2 separate regions of the Zea mays genome follow, and region 2 is linked to region 1. A link is a contact called in public Hi-C data. All regions are on one chromosome and are shown on one strand. The core of a region is the stretch at or near the end of the contact, and the rest is flanking DNA. Distances in the headings are between cores, read along the strand shown. Region 1 holds the start of LOC103653034 (histone-lysine N-methyltransferase ATXR3). Region 2 holds the start of LOC100383388 (putative B-box type zinc finger family protein).

Region 1 (7,758 bases), core at 2,866-5,365:
AAGAGGTACTCCAAAAAAATGTACTGCAGCTCCAAAAACTCCATAGAGTGTACAACTCTAGAGTTAGGGTGTTTGACATGTCCTGGCCAACTCCTCCTTGGAGTTTTGCTCTAGAGCCATAACAAACACGCCATGAGTGTTCACTATAGGAAACGCATAAATTTTCGTGGGCTGGGATATTTTCGTATGCTCTTATGCAAGTAATTTTAGATTAATATTGTCTGAGTCATAAATTAAAAGATTACGTTATTTAGTTTTTGATGGTCATGATTTTGTATTGAACTAGTATTGACAAGCAAGTGTGAGACAAACTCTTTTTATGCATTAAGTTTCTTCTCTGCATGACAAGAACTTGCATGATTCATGTTTCATAAACAAATATTTGAGGCCAGGGCTTGTGTTATAACAATTCATATTGTGACTCCTTCACCCTGTTTTTCTTGCTATGTCTGCTTGGATGCATTAGCTATGTGAACTTTTAATAAATATTGATAGTTTGTTGAAGCCTATGGCACTGTAATTTTCATGATATGTATCTGTATCATTGGTTGGGAAACATGTCTTAAGGTCTTTCTTTTTACTCTCCAAACTGTAATTTTTAGGGTATATTTGACCAAATTTATCTTTTTACTGTCCAAACTACTTTAGTTGGTCAAACATACCCCATTTGTTGACTGGCACTATGTCAAGACCTTTTTGTTGTTGGACTTCATGTAAGTATAATGGATCAATGGAGTAAGCATGATAACTACCAGGCTAAGCTTTTAGTTGCTTGCACAAGCCTAAAAAAATTATTAGAACAATCGTAAACATATGAAACATCCAAAATGAATAATATAATGGGAGAACTCCAATAGGAGCTATGCACAAGCAAATGATAGACCAAACTAACAAAAACAGGGTCTAATTGATTTCACCCAAATTGGTGTTGCATCCCCTACCCTGCTGTTGTGTGCGGTGCGCTTGCTGTGTCGCAGTGCTGAAGTGCTAAGGAAACACCTCAGTCGGAATTGGTAGTAGAATGCCACACAACCAATAACCAGGTGGAGGGATAGACGCTAGCGTCTGCCTCCACCTCACACACCGCCAGATTCACAGCTGCACGATGAGAAAGGTTGTTGGGCAATCGTTAGATAGATACAAGAGAGGAGAGGGGTGAGGACAATAGAGATAACCAATACTATATCATTTACAAATTGCTCTCACTATTCAACATTTTTGGCTTTGTAATAGTATTGCAAAGAATCTGTGCATCCCTTGGCGTTGATGCCACCCTCTCACAAGCTGATATCAACAAGAATGTTGATATGATTTCAGCAAGACTCAAACAATAAGAGTGCTTTGAGAGTTTTCCTGAATATGGTCGCTTGGCACATAAAATGGGTGCAGATTATCATGCCAAGCTTCTGTCATAGGTGAGAGTGTGATGTGGCTTGCTTTGAATCAAAAACTTTTGAATTGGATATACTTACTGCTAATGTATTTCCATTTATTTATCCATAATTTAGAGGTTGTGGTCAAGGCCAAATTCCAAGTATTATAGCCATGATTAACGAAACAAACGATGAAATAGAAGCCCGGTTGGATTAACTTGGTCGACTAGTCGGAGGCGATGCTGGGGTAAGAGTTATTGTATTTTTTTATGATCTATGTTATGTTGTGGCGAGAGTTATTCAAATGCATTGTCAATGATTCGTGCCACAAACTGCACTATTTATTTCCATGTGATGGTGCCACCGTGCATTATATATTTCTATAAATCTTGTTTGTTGCAGGTGGTGTTCTTTTAATTTGTTTCTTATAGTGTTGATCTGAAGTTTCACTCCAACAACCAGCTATTTTTTTTCAGGTAGCCATTTACAAGGTTGTTTGCAGATCTAGCAAAAAATTGCCAAGAAAAGAGCTCTACTGAGAAGGGCATTTCTCCATCTTTGGCTGCTCTATGGGATATTGGCCCACATGACGACTTGGTACGGACATTGCGTTTAGCAGTGATGTGCACTGTTGATTCACTCTTTATATGTCCAACTATGAAGTAGACCGTTCAGCAATTAAAGCAGCTACAACCTCCAAATCGTGAACATCGATAGAGATGAATAGTTTTACACGTTCTAAATGTAGAAGGTAAAGATAGTTATGACCTCACTCTCGATGTTTTCTCCTTATCATCTGTTTTACTAGATTTTATCCTGTAGATGGCAGCTTTGTTTAATACAGGTTTCTCCTGAATCTCACACTTCTCACTAATGTAACTGCTTATAAGAAGTGCAGGTGAAATTAATAGTCTTAATACCAAAGATTTTGTTCAAGATCATTTGATTGTATTATTCCATTATTTCTCTTACCATTTAGTGTGTGTATGACTGTATACATACACATGGCCCCATAGTAGTACGTTCCACGTGTTGCTTCCAATGCATGAACATAGTCACTTGTGTTGTATAGGTGTTTAGGCATCTGGTAGGTTTTTGCAAGGGTTTAGGAGAAAAACTGTATTTATATCCGCAATCAGCAAAACTATGTAACTTACTCGGTTGTAGATGATGGATGTTAGAAACAAGGGCGTAGTGCGTGTTCTAATGCTCAGTTCTGTTGTATTCTATTTTTATGTAAACTTATTAGCAATTATTTATATCGTGGCCCTTGTATACACTGCATACTTTTTGTACATTGCACTTGCATCCGTTCCTATTTCACTCTTTCTCACCCGCTTATTTTCACGTGTGTCCTCCGAATGTATCATTGAACATAAAGACAAACAAATATAAGAGCACTAACATTTTATCGAATATTCTGTATGTCGTTGCAACGCACGAGCATCTAACTAGTAAACTAATAAACCACAAATCACCATATTAACTTAGGTATTTTTCCAAAAGTACCGTGATCATTTTAGAAATACTAGAACTCATGTTGAGTGTAAAATGCACTGTGGGCCCTCTTTGCTCCAAACAACATCCATAGCTGGAGTCGCGAGAAAGGGTTCTCCATCTCATAACAAGAAAACATGTTGTAAAATTGATTTAGGTCCTCTTTAGGCCCATTAGCTGGCACTAGTTAGTTAGGTATTATTTTTATCTGATAGTTGTTTATTTAGGTCTAGCTAATAATTAGTTAGTCTATTATCTATATACTTGTGTCTGATTTGATAATTATTAGAGAAAATCTCTATATGCCACTATATATTTTTTCAATACCTTATTCGTCATTGTAAATGCTTTAATCTCTTCTGTATCGACCGGATGCAAATTTTTTTTATCCTTTTAAGCCATCACCAGTGACATAGAAGAGTAATAAAATTGTAGTCCTAAATACCTTCTATGCTACCGACGATGACATAAAAAGGTAAGAAATTATATTTGAGTAACATAGACGCGATTATGATATTTTATGATGACAAATAAGATAATGAACGTAATTATAGTGACATGCTAAGAAAACTGCTCCTAATTATTACTACTATCCACCTTAAGCACACCAGATCACAGGGGACCAACATGCAAATACATCGGTACAGTTTGGTTACATGCATCCTCAGCGCCTGAGTCGCGCGGGCTTGCATCCGTGGAAACGGATGAATTTTACTTCTCCACGCGTACAGGCCAACAAAGAGAAAAAAAGACTATTTTGCATGTGTGCGTACAGGTCCGGATGCTACCGTGCAGTTAACCAAACATATGCACAAGGACGGTCAACGCATACGAAGGATCAGGCCGCGGGCGTCCGGCCAACCAATCAGTGAACCAATGGTGCAATAGAAAACCGTTGGCACCGTCTCCAGCACCTATTCTATCCTACCTTCTATTTCAATTTTTTTATTTTAAACTCTACTTCATAACTATACACTCTATAAGAGTGTATCTAGCACATTATCTCATCTTTTATTTAAATTTCACTTTACAAATAATATCGTCTATATTTCCATATCTCCTATTCTACGCTATTAATAACTATACTATATTATATTGTAGGTATGTTTGGTTTGCGCGGGCGGAAGGCTGCCTGATCCAGACAACGCTCCCAGTCGTTGCCTCGTTGGGAGCTGATCCTTTGCCTGTTTGATTTTCACCGTCTGGGGCTGATCCTTTGCCTGGCAGGCATTTGCCTGTGACAAGCAAATAAGCCAACACTGCGTCCCGTCTTCATTCCTTGCCCTTCGTTCGGGCTTCGGCCCCTCCACTCCACATAAGAGCGAGGCCCCAGTCGCGGAGGAGGCTTTACGAATCCCAAAAAGCAAACACACACAAACCCAGGAGATAGCACCCCGCGCTCGCGCTCGCGCCCGCGCCACGACGCGAGAGCGCGCGAGGCGTGGAGCCCTAAATCCCGGAAGCTTCCGAGGCCGCTCGCCGGGGGCGGGAGAGGGAGCTCGCCGCCGGTGACGGAGCCCTCGCCGCCGTAGATCTCCCGATCTGAGACGCCGCTTCTCAATTCCCTACAGTTACGGGCTCCGATCCGCGGCCGCTTCGATCCGGCCGGTTCCTCCGCGCCAATTCGCGCCCCTCACATTGCTGCTGCTTGATTCCTCCCTTGGCTGAAACACTGCTGCTCTGTGATTAGGGTTTTTCGGTGCCGGCGACGGAGATGACTGTGGAGAGCCCCGGGGAGCTAGGCTTCTGAAGCGCACCGTGGGGCACAGCTTGGCGGACGACGGCCCCCGACAGCCAACTAGGTTTTCCATGGGAGATGGGGGTGTCGCGTGCGCCGTCCGCGCAGTCGAGGGCTTCCATGCCGGCGCCCTCGTGAGGAGAGGAGGAGCGGGAGAAGCGATGCCGGATAAGGGGGAGAAGGCTCATGGACACCACCACCAGCAGCAGCACTGGAAGAACCAGCAGTCAGCGTCAGCTACTGACCTGGAGGAGGGGGAGCTGCTCAGTGGGGAGGCGGAGACCAATGGGTTGCCTGAGAGGAGCATGCCACCTAAGAAGTGGAGGAAGGTGCTGGCAGCCTCCGCAGCTGCTGTGGAGGTGGAGCCTGGGGAGATTGTGAGTACGAAGCAAGCAGTGCCATTGAAGAAAGCAAGGAGAAATGGGGAGGTTGACAAGGTAGAGCTGCTGCCGGAGAGGCAGAGGAAGGTAAAATCTTCTGGGAAGAGCACCAGGAAGTCTATCAAGGATGACATGGAGCCAGGGGAGATTGCACCGCCAGAAAAAAGGCGAGATGCCAAGTCCCAACGGGCTGATGATAACAGCAGGAGGCCAAGTTCATCTGCCCAGAAAAGCTCCTTGCGGGATTCTGATGAAGAGCCTGGTGAAATTAAGCCAGAGAGCAGCACCAGTGGCAGTCTAAGGAAGAACCAGCCAACAGAGCCCCACAGCATTAACCACAAGCACCACACTGACACCTCTGACCAGTCAGGATCAAAAAGTCATAGGAAGGGTCCGAAGGGAGAAGGGAAGAGATCTGCTGCCAGGCATTTGTCTGGGAGAAACCGTGAGATATCATCACCAACACGGGATCGGCGTGATCGGCACGAGAGGAGCCCAGGCATCTTGGGTCGTTTTCCTCATGAGCGCTCTCGTCATGACAGGTATGACAGGAGCCCGAGCCGCTTAGAGCGTTCCCCACATCGAGAGCGTGCTCGCCACTACGAAAGCAGAGACCACAGCCCATATGTTTCACCTCGACATAGAGCTCGTCAGCCCCATTTCAGGGATAACACGCCAAGTCGTGTTGATAATTTCCCTCGTGGGAGAGTCCAGCGTGAGGATGTCAGAGACCGTAGCCCATTTCTTCACGACAGATCGCCTTCTGAACGTTTTCGGCCTACTGATACTCATGAAGCAAGCAAGAAGAGCAGAAGTGGCAACAACTCAGAAAAGTCACAGCACAAAAGCAAATCAGCGAAGCAATCTTCAAAGACCAAGAGTGGTAGCAATGAGAAGAATGAGAAAATCTCCAATGAAAAGCCCACTGAAAGCAGTAAGTACACTGAACTGCCACCGCCACCTCCACTACCGCTGCCACCACCGCCGCCTCCACCACCTCCACCTCCACCTCTGCCACCTGCTGTACCGCCTCCCCTGCCTCCACCACCAGAACCTGAGCCAACTGGAGTTCTAGCCGAAGATATGATAGAAGACATGGATATCTGTGACACCCCACCTCACACTAGTGCAGCACCTGAACCCACGGATCCAATTTATGATATAGGGAGGTGGTTTTACCTTGATCACTTCGGTATCGAGCAAGGACCTTCCAAGCTTGCTGTATTGAAGAAGCTGGTGGAAGATGGATATCTTCTTTCTGACCATTTGATAAAACATGCTGATAGCAACCGATGGGTGACTGTAGAGAATGCAGCTTCACCACTGGTGCCATCTGATTTCCCCTCTTTTTATTCGGACACTTCAACACAGATGGTTAACCCACCAGAAGCACCAGGAAATTTGCTCGATGAAGCTCTAGAGGAGGCTTCTAACTTGGCATCAGGTTCTGAGGATAAACAAATGGTGGAAGCTTCTGCAGAAGATAGTGAAGAATTCTATATTAATGATAGGGTTGAAGCACTGATGGATGGATCAATTTTGGTGCATGGCCAGGAGCTCGAGATCATTGGAGGTAAAGTTCTCTTTGCTATATTTGAAGATCCACGTGTTTTTGATGTGGTCTAGGCTGGACTTGGGTTCTCTGTTTTTGGGTTATATCCTTTTGGAGTTGGCTGCAAATCCCTTGGTTTTGGTTTCTTGTGGTTGTGGAGGCAATAGACGAGCATCCCTGAGAGGCTGAGAGAGCCGATGAGGTGTTATATGATGTCTATTTGCTTGGGTTTAGGCCGTTTTGGGCCCATAAGCGTGCATTGTTGGTCTTATTTGGATACAGTTTTTCAAAAATCTAATGGTCCTGACCTCGGTTTTTGAGGAATTTTAGTTGCTTCAACCGTTTTGCATCTGCATCCTCGGGAACATCCTTTTGATCTAACGACCATAAAATCACTCTCTTATATATATATATATATGTATATATATATATATATATATATATATATATATATATATATATATATATATATATATATATATATATATATATATATATATATATATATATATATATATATATATATATATATATATATATATATATATATATATATATATATATATATATATACTTCTAAAGCTCTGTATTTGAATTTCTGTGTAATTGTATCAGATCTATTCGAGATGAAAACGGGTACCTATTCGGATACCAGTTTTTTGGTCTTTTTTCTTTGATTGTGAATAGATATGATATAGAATCTGCTATGTAAATTGATATTCTTGTTTTTAACATTGAGCCTGTAAAGATTATAAAATATAAACCTCAAATTTATCATATATCTTCTCTAATGATAGACATAAAATTTGGGTATCATTCGGATATGGATAGTTGGATACGGATACTTTTTCATCTTTTTTGTTGTAGGCAGCAAATAATGTATAAAATAATTTATGCAAAATTTTATTCTTATATGTAATAATGTGCTTGATAACACAAGAAAAGATTAGCATTTTAAAACATTAGATTTGTCCTAAGAGTTCGGGTACCCATTTTATACCATGTTTGAAGGTAGATATCTAATCTTCCTTCTAAAATCAGGATTGTTGGTGTGGATGTTGATCTGTAAGTTTAATTGGACAATATATTTTTTTGGGGGTGTAACTGCAAATACAGAACTTCCCAGGCCATGTCAAATATCTTCTGTTTTTTTCGTTCTTTAATTTGTTTTGAATAAATCGCACTGTACCTTTGTGAACTTGCATTGGACTTCAACCT
Region 2 (7,100 bases), core at 4,597-7,096, 420 kb before region 1:
GATTCCTTTTCCTTCCCCTTCCCTTTGTTGTAGGACTCTCCCGATGGAGCCTTCCCGTGGCTTGTAGCGGGCTTCTCGCCGGTCACCATATCCTTCTTGGCGTGATCTCCCGACATCACTTCGAGCGGTTAGGCTCTAATGAAGTACTGGGCTCCGATACCAATTGAAACTTGCCTAGAGGGGGGGTGAATAGGGCGAATCTGAAATTTACAAACTTAATCACAACTATAAGCTGGGTTAGTGTTAGAAATAGAAACGAGTCCGAGAGAGGGCGCAAAGCAAATCGCAAGCGAATAAAGAGTGTGACACAAGAATTTGTTTTACCGAAGTTCGGTTCTCTCAAACCTACTCCCCGTTGAGGTGGTCACAAAGATCGGGTCTCTTTCAACCCTTTTCCTCTCTCAAACGGTCCCTCGGACCGAGTGAGCTTCTCTTCTCAAATCAATTGGGAACCAAACTTCCCGCAAGGACCACCACACAATTGGTGTCTCTTGCCTTGTTTACAATTGAGATGATCGCAAGAAGGAATGAGAAAAAGAAGCAACCCAAGCGCAAGAGCTCAAATGAACACAACAAATCTCTCTCACTAATCTCTAAAGCCTTGTGTGGAATTGGGAGAGGATTTGATCACTTTGGTGTGTCTAGTATTGAATGCTTAGCTCTTGTGAGTAGTTGGAAAATGGAAAACTTGGATTTCTTGAATGTGGGGTGGTTGGGGGTATTTATAGCCCCAACCACCAAACTAGCCGTTTGGTGGAGGCTGCTGTCGCATGGCGCACCGGACAGTCCGGTGCGCTAGCCACGTCACCAGGCCGTTGGGTTCCGACCGTTGGAGCTCTGACTTGTGGGCCCGCCTGGCTGTCCGGTGGCGCACCAGACAAGTCCTGTAGACTGTTCGGTGTGCCACCCGCGCGTGCTCTGTCCTCTGCACGCGCAGGCGCGCATTTAATGCGTTGCAGTCGACCGTTGCGCGCGAAGTAGCCGTTGCTCTGCTGGCTCACTGGACAGTTCGGTGTGCACCGGACATGTCCGGTGAATTATAGCGGAGCGGATTCCCGAAGCTGGCGAGTTCAGAGTCGCTCTCCCCTGGGGCACCGGACACTGTCCGGTGGTGCACCGGACAGTCCGATGAATTATAGCGGAGCGCCTCTGCGTTTTCCCGAATGTGAGGAGTTCAGCTTGGAGTCCCCTGGTGCACCGAACACTGTCCGGTGGCACACCGGACAGTCTGGTGCGCCAGACCAGGGCAGCCTTCGGTTGTCCCTTGCTCTCTTTGTTTGAACCCTTTTCTTGGTCTTTTTATTGGCTTAGTGTGAACCTTTGGCACCTGTATTACTTATCGAATAGAGCAAACTAGTTAGTCCAATTATTTGTGTTGGGCAATTCAACCACCAAAATCAATTAGGAAATAGGTGTGAGCCTAATTCCCTTTCAATCGGCATTGCTACCTCGGTGAGACCACGCACCTCGATTTTGCGCTGGACGGTCTTGCTCCGCTTCGTGGGCCGGCGCGGCACCTTGCTGCCGGTGATCTTGGTGAAGTCGGCGTCGATCTCCTGCCGAGTCAGCTTCACCGACAGCGACAACCGGCGGTTGCCGCCGGCGTCCATGCTCCCGAGCTTCCTGGCCTGCCGTGCACGCAAGTCGTCTGCTCTGTTACTATAATCCCGCCACGACGTCCGCTCCCGCAGGTTCCACTGTTTCCGGGGAGCTTCCTGCGCCACCTCCCCCGCCGCGGGCGCCTGCTGCACCATTGCGGCCACTCGCGCCGGCGATTGGGTCCCGTCGCTGTCCTTGACACCCTCGGTGGGGCGGCTGTGGCGGCGGGCTCGGACGCGACGGGGGCGTCGTCCATGTCCTGGGCCTCCCGGCAAAAGGCCAAGGACTTGCGGCACCCCCAGCCGGCGGGGAGGTCGAAGCGGGCGAAGAGGAGCGGGTCCCTGGCAGCCCGCGATGAGGACGCGGGTGCCATGGCCGCGGCCGGCGATGACTCCACTGGCGCGCCGAGTCGCGCGAGCTAGAAAGGGGGGAAGAGGAAGAGGAGGAGATGGATTTCACAACGCAGTAGCCTGGAGGAACAAGAACCAACCCTAATCAAGGAGAAGCAGGTTAGGCAAAAAATGTTGGGCGGCTGGTGCGCCTTGGTGAACACCTCGGGCTTGTTGACGAAGTGGAGATCGAGGAAGACGCCGATGTCGGGGGCACGACGCGGATGGGCGACATCGACGGGCAAGGAACTTGCGTGATTCAGGGGTTGGGGGACAGCGCGGATGGGCGACATTGATGGGTGGGGACCTTGCGTGATTCAGGGGAGGGAGCTGTTGCGCACGGCGGGGGCACGGAGGGGCTAAGCAGGGGGAAGCCGGGATGACGCGGTAGCGGACGCAGGTATCCTGACGGCGGGCACGGGATGCCTGGCGGGTCCCTGACTCGCGCGACCTTCCTTCCCCGACTCGCGCGACCTTCCTTCACTGTGACGGCTGACGGCGGATCTCGCCTTCCGGTTTGGTGGGGGCGCGGAGGTGGAGAGGACACGGGGAAGGAACGCCCGCTGAGCTTCCATTGCGGCGGCGGTGGGGAGGACACGCGGATCCGCGTGGGGGAGGACCGCGTTGATTGCGACAGCGGTGGGGAGAAGGGTGGGAGATCCGCGGGCGTTGATTGCTGGCGGCGCGGTGTGCTGGCGCTGATGGCGGGGCGGGTTTGGGGCAGCGCGTGCGAGAGGACGATCGCGGCGGCAGAAGAGTGGTGCTGTGGGCGCCTACAATACATTCATATAGAATAGTAGAGATAAAGACGAAAACAAATGCGAAGCCTTGCCCATATTTTAGAGTGATTCCAAAATCCTCCACGGAATGTGTAGTAACATTAGTTTAAGCAAGAAGCTTTGGATTAAATTCAGTAACCAAAATGTATTGGGGCCCGTGCACTGTGCAGTGCAGAGACTGGCCACTCAGTTGTTTGCACGGTGCTTCCATGCGAAACGCCAGCAGAATACAATAGAAACGCTTCGGTTCTTTCACATCACAAAAGCAAACCCCTGCTTTCATTTTCAGGTTCAATTCTTTGTGGCGAGATGATGTCGACAGCGACCGGGCCTGCGAGCAGCAGCAAGCGTACGTACATCCGTGACCATGGCAGCATCAAAACCAGTACGTTGCTGTCACTGACCTATAGACCAGCCTGCACATTTTCAAATGACGTTACTTCCGCGTTCCCCCTACCAGGCAGGATATTTCCCCCCCGTCTAAGAACACCCATCTGACAAGATCACTGGGCATCCATACACGAACAATATCCTAATAACCCCACGCCCGCCCAAATGGGCGATTAACAATTCCAGATCCATCTTCGCCATGTTGCAACTTGCCCAGATTGTATGTATTTGCCAGGTGAGCAGCGACGACAGTGCCGCATGCTTCAGCTGCCACTGCAACCATAGACAATAAATCTCACCGAAAGAACTGTCAAGAAACAAGAAACTAGGGCTCAGCCACTCAGGGCACAATTCAAGAAAGCAGACAGTGAGGCCATCGAACAATGCCGGTGCAACTGCGAGCCTGCCCTATACCGTTTCTCTAAGGTTAGAAAACAAGCAGAAGAGGACGGAATCGAACACAACGAAGTAATGGGGACATATACAATCTCAGCGAAGCCATCGACGTTTAGGAACACTACTATGGTTCTAGGACTGCTGCTCTGGTAAACTCTGCGGCGTGCAAGGTTGCTTGAGGACCGAAGACGAACTGATGATCGAAGAAAGATGTATGCCTCGGTGGGAACTGATCTCGCCGTGCCGTCGTGATCCGCATCTTCCCCGGAGCTTGGATGCACTAAAAGCTGGCCTTCTAATGTTAGCATCAGCATCTACACCAGTCATCGCAGGTTGCCTGCCTCAGGTAAAGCTGCAATAACAGAACAGGAACAATCTACCATGAGAACTTTGATCATAACCATGAAGCAAGACTCATGCCGAGTTGCTGCCAAAATTCACCAAATGGTGTTCCAACCTATACAAGTTACCAGTCAGAGTTGATCCTAGAAACAACAAAATTTAGTTCCAAGGCTCAACTGCTAGACATGAACAACTTCTCTCCAACAGAAGGTAAGCGTTCGAGTGCAATAATCGACACAGATTGCCACTTGGCGCCTCACAATCTCGCATACCCACCTACACACCCACACGAAATAGACCAGAAAAAAAGGTGGAAATGTAATGTTTTTCATAATCTAAAAAGCATGTTTGCTACCCTACCATCAGCTACAGCGTTACTGGGATTGCGGAGCACTCCAGGGCAGCATCATATAATGGCTCTCGGCAAGAAATCAAGGCTTTCTCGTTATGATGCAGCCATCCCCCCTTTTATGTTTACCGGTAGAGACCTCGTGCCCGTAAAACCCACTAGTAGCTATCAACCTTTTACAACTTCTATATCAGTTCGCTCACCTTACAATTGTTTTTTGTTAAATTCTTCCCTGGCAATGCTATCGCGAGTTATTCGAAAGAGATTGATGATCTACCATATTTATTTATTTATTTATTCAGGGGATACTTGACACCATGCTAGTTAGGAAGGATGCATAATTGCGTCCATGTTCGCTAGCAGAAACTTTTTCCGTCTATGTAGTACAGTGAATGGCACTTGCAGTTGTTAAATATGCCATGGAAATTTCAGATGAAGGGGGGGTGGGGTTGCAGACTCACTCATTCCTGGCAATGCCGGCGTCGGAGCAATTCCTCGCCGCCGGTGTGCCATTCCCGGGCTGCGGCGACCCATCAGAGCTGAAGAAATCCGAGGGCGATCTCTTCCTGTGGCGGGAGGCGAGGACCCGGCCGCCGCTCCGGGACGAGGTGGCCTCGTCGCTCCGGCCGCCGTGGCGCGCGGACGACGCGTGGTGGCACAGGCCTGGCTGCGAGGTGGAGCACGGGGCGTTTTCCTGGAAGAGAGGAGGAAGCGACATTCGGGGTCAGAACGAGATGGTCGCTCGCGAATTGGAGGGAAACGGTCGGTCCTAGCGAGCGACCGCGATTCACGGGGAATACGTGTAAGAATTGTATGGCTGCGAAGCGATAGGATGGCAAATCGAGGAGCGGGTGAAGGAAGAGGGGCGATAGAGGCGGCACCTTCGCTGCGCGCTCTGCGCCGTTGGCGGGGGCCTCCCGGCTGCTGCTGGACGTGGAGCTCCCGACGGGCGGCGGCGTGGCCTCGGCGTCCTCCGTCCACGGCACGACCTGGTTCTCCCCCTCCCCTTCCTCCTCCTCCTCCTCCTCCTCCTCCTCGGAGTCGTCGTCCTCGTCGTCGTCATCCTCGGCGTCTCCGTCGCCCGCTCCCCCCATCTCCTCATCGCCGCCGACGCCCACGGCCCCCGCCGGGCCGCGGCGGACGCAGCGGACGCAGAGGGAGACGGTGGGGCCGAGGCGCGGGCCCGCGGCGCGCCACGGCGTGGGGCGCGCGCAGCCCCGGCACAGCAGCGAGCGCGCGTGGCGCGCCACCAGGAAGTTGGCGCCGTGCACCTGCGCGTCGCAGCCCCAGCAGAGCGTGGCCTCGTCGGCGCCGCAGTACACCCTGGCCGCGGCGCCGCACAGCTCGCACGCGCCACCGGGGCCGGGGCCGGGGCCGGGGGTGGCGGCGCCCTTCTCCTTCCCCACTTCCGCTGCCGCAGCCGCCGACATGATCCTCGCCGCCACCGCCACCGCCACAGCCACAGGGGAGGGAGATTTCTCGGTTTCTTGCTTCGTTTCGTTTGTTTTGGAGAGTAGAGAAGGAGAGGGCGAGATTGTTTGGAGCGCAGAGAGGAAGAAGAGAGAGAGAGAGAGAGAGAGGGAGAGATTGTTTGGACCGCAGAGAGGAAGAGGGAGAGGGAGAGGGAGAGATGTGAGGCTGGAGTTTTGTTGGGTGCGGGAGGTCTTTTGGGCCTCCAACTCCAACCGAACCGAGGATCCTCTGCGGAAGTGCGGATGCGCTTCGCTCCCAGTCCCACTACTGGCCGCGGAAGCCTCCAGCTGGACATTCCTTCCCTGTCTTTTCTCTCCTTCCCGAGGGCGTAGCGTAGCTGTTGAGTTCATCTTTATCCAGCCATTAGAAGTAGAAGCCTACTTAACACCAACCTCAACAGAGTTTTGCTATACATTCGTAGGACCCAAAGGCAGGCAGGCGGTCGTGGTGGTGGTGGAGAGGAATAAGTGGTGAGGGGAAACGTGAGGCTGGCAAGAGGCGGAGTGGCCGCATCCAGCAGCTGCAGCCAGCCACAAGTTCCCCCAACGACCCTACCCCAACCCCAACCTCAACCTCGTATTCGTCGTTCCGTGCCTTGAGATAGATATTTTCCTCGCTCTCTCTCTCTCTCCCAGCTGCTGTCCTCAGTCCTCACCTCTTTCGCCTTTCCCAACAGATTTCCATGCCTGCGCAGTGGACTTAATAGCAGTCCAAGTAGTATTTCATATACATGATCCATCAGAAATAAATAGGGGCTCAGCTTCTCTTGCATACACAGTTGACCAAAAAAAAATATGTCCATGCAGGCTCTTCCCAAATAATTAAAAACACATGAATATAACACATTCCATTAGCCTCAGGATCTGTTCGTTTGCACAGGAATACATAATGAATTATTCTAGCTAATCAAAACTTATATAAATTAGAGAAACAATTCGGATAGAAATTATTCTAGGGTTCCGTTCCGTAATAACCGAACGGCCCCTTAGGGCATATACAACCTTGAGCCCCTGACTCGGTTTTGCCAAGCACAAGAGACAACTACGAGATTGCATGAAACAATCCTGAATTCTTAGATCATAAATGCAGTCAAGACACAAAATATATAGAAAGTCGTGAATAGTATGTCTCTTATATTTTTCCCCCCGCTGTACAAGTGAGATATAGTTTCTTCAAACATTAGATGCAGGGTACAAGTGAGGCTCATAACCCTTTCCCAAAGAATATATATCTCCATTATTCTTTGTACCGACAAGTCTGTTGTCTGTCCATTTTCTAGCGGACAACTTTAGGAACCTGAAAACAACGCATTCACACATATGACATATTCATGCATGCCCTTGCTGTGGTTGGAGATTCGGATTGGGATCTACATGGTCCAAA

What was found. Hi-C and Micro-C count contacts between places; a contact is called where the count stands out from the background.
Region 2: a Hi-C map of bundle sheath shows a contact between it and region 1, with 4 times the contacts expected there. The contact joins the promoter of LOC100383388 here to the promoter of LOC103653034 in region 1. A contact is called at or near these places in 3 of 25 Hi-C or Micro-C datasets (bundle sheath, endosperm and leaf).

Annotation. Positions count from the first base shown.
Region 1 is chr4:31,294,371-31,302,128 of Zm-B73-REFERENCE-NAM-5.0, reverse strand. It overlaps LOC103653034 (histone-lysine N-methyltransferase ATXR3), which reads left to right and starts at 4,115. Exons shown (of 21, transcript XR_565197.4): 1 at 4,115-4,440; 2 at 4,561-6,561.
Region 2 is chr4:31,716,353-31,723,452 of Zm-B73-REFERENCE-NAM-5.0, reverse strand. LOC100383388 (putative B-box type zinc finger family protein) reads right to left here and starts at 5,846. Exons shown (of 3, transcript NM_001176043.1): 1 at 5,126-5,846; 2 at 4,706-4,938; 3 at 3,485-3,905. The coding sequence starts at 5,674. The coding sequence ends at 3,896.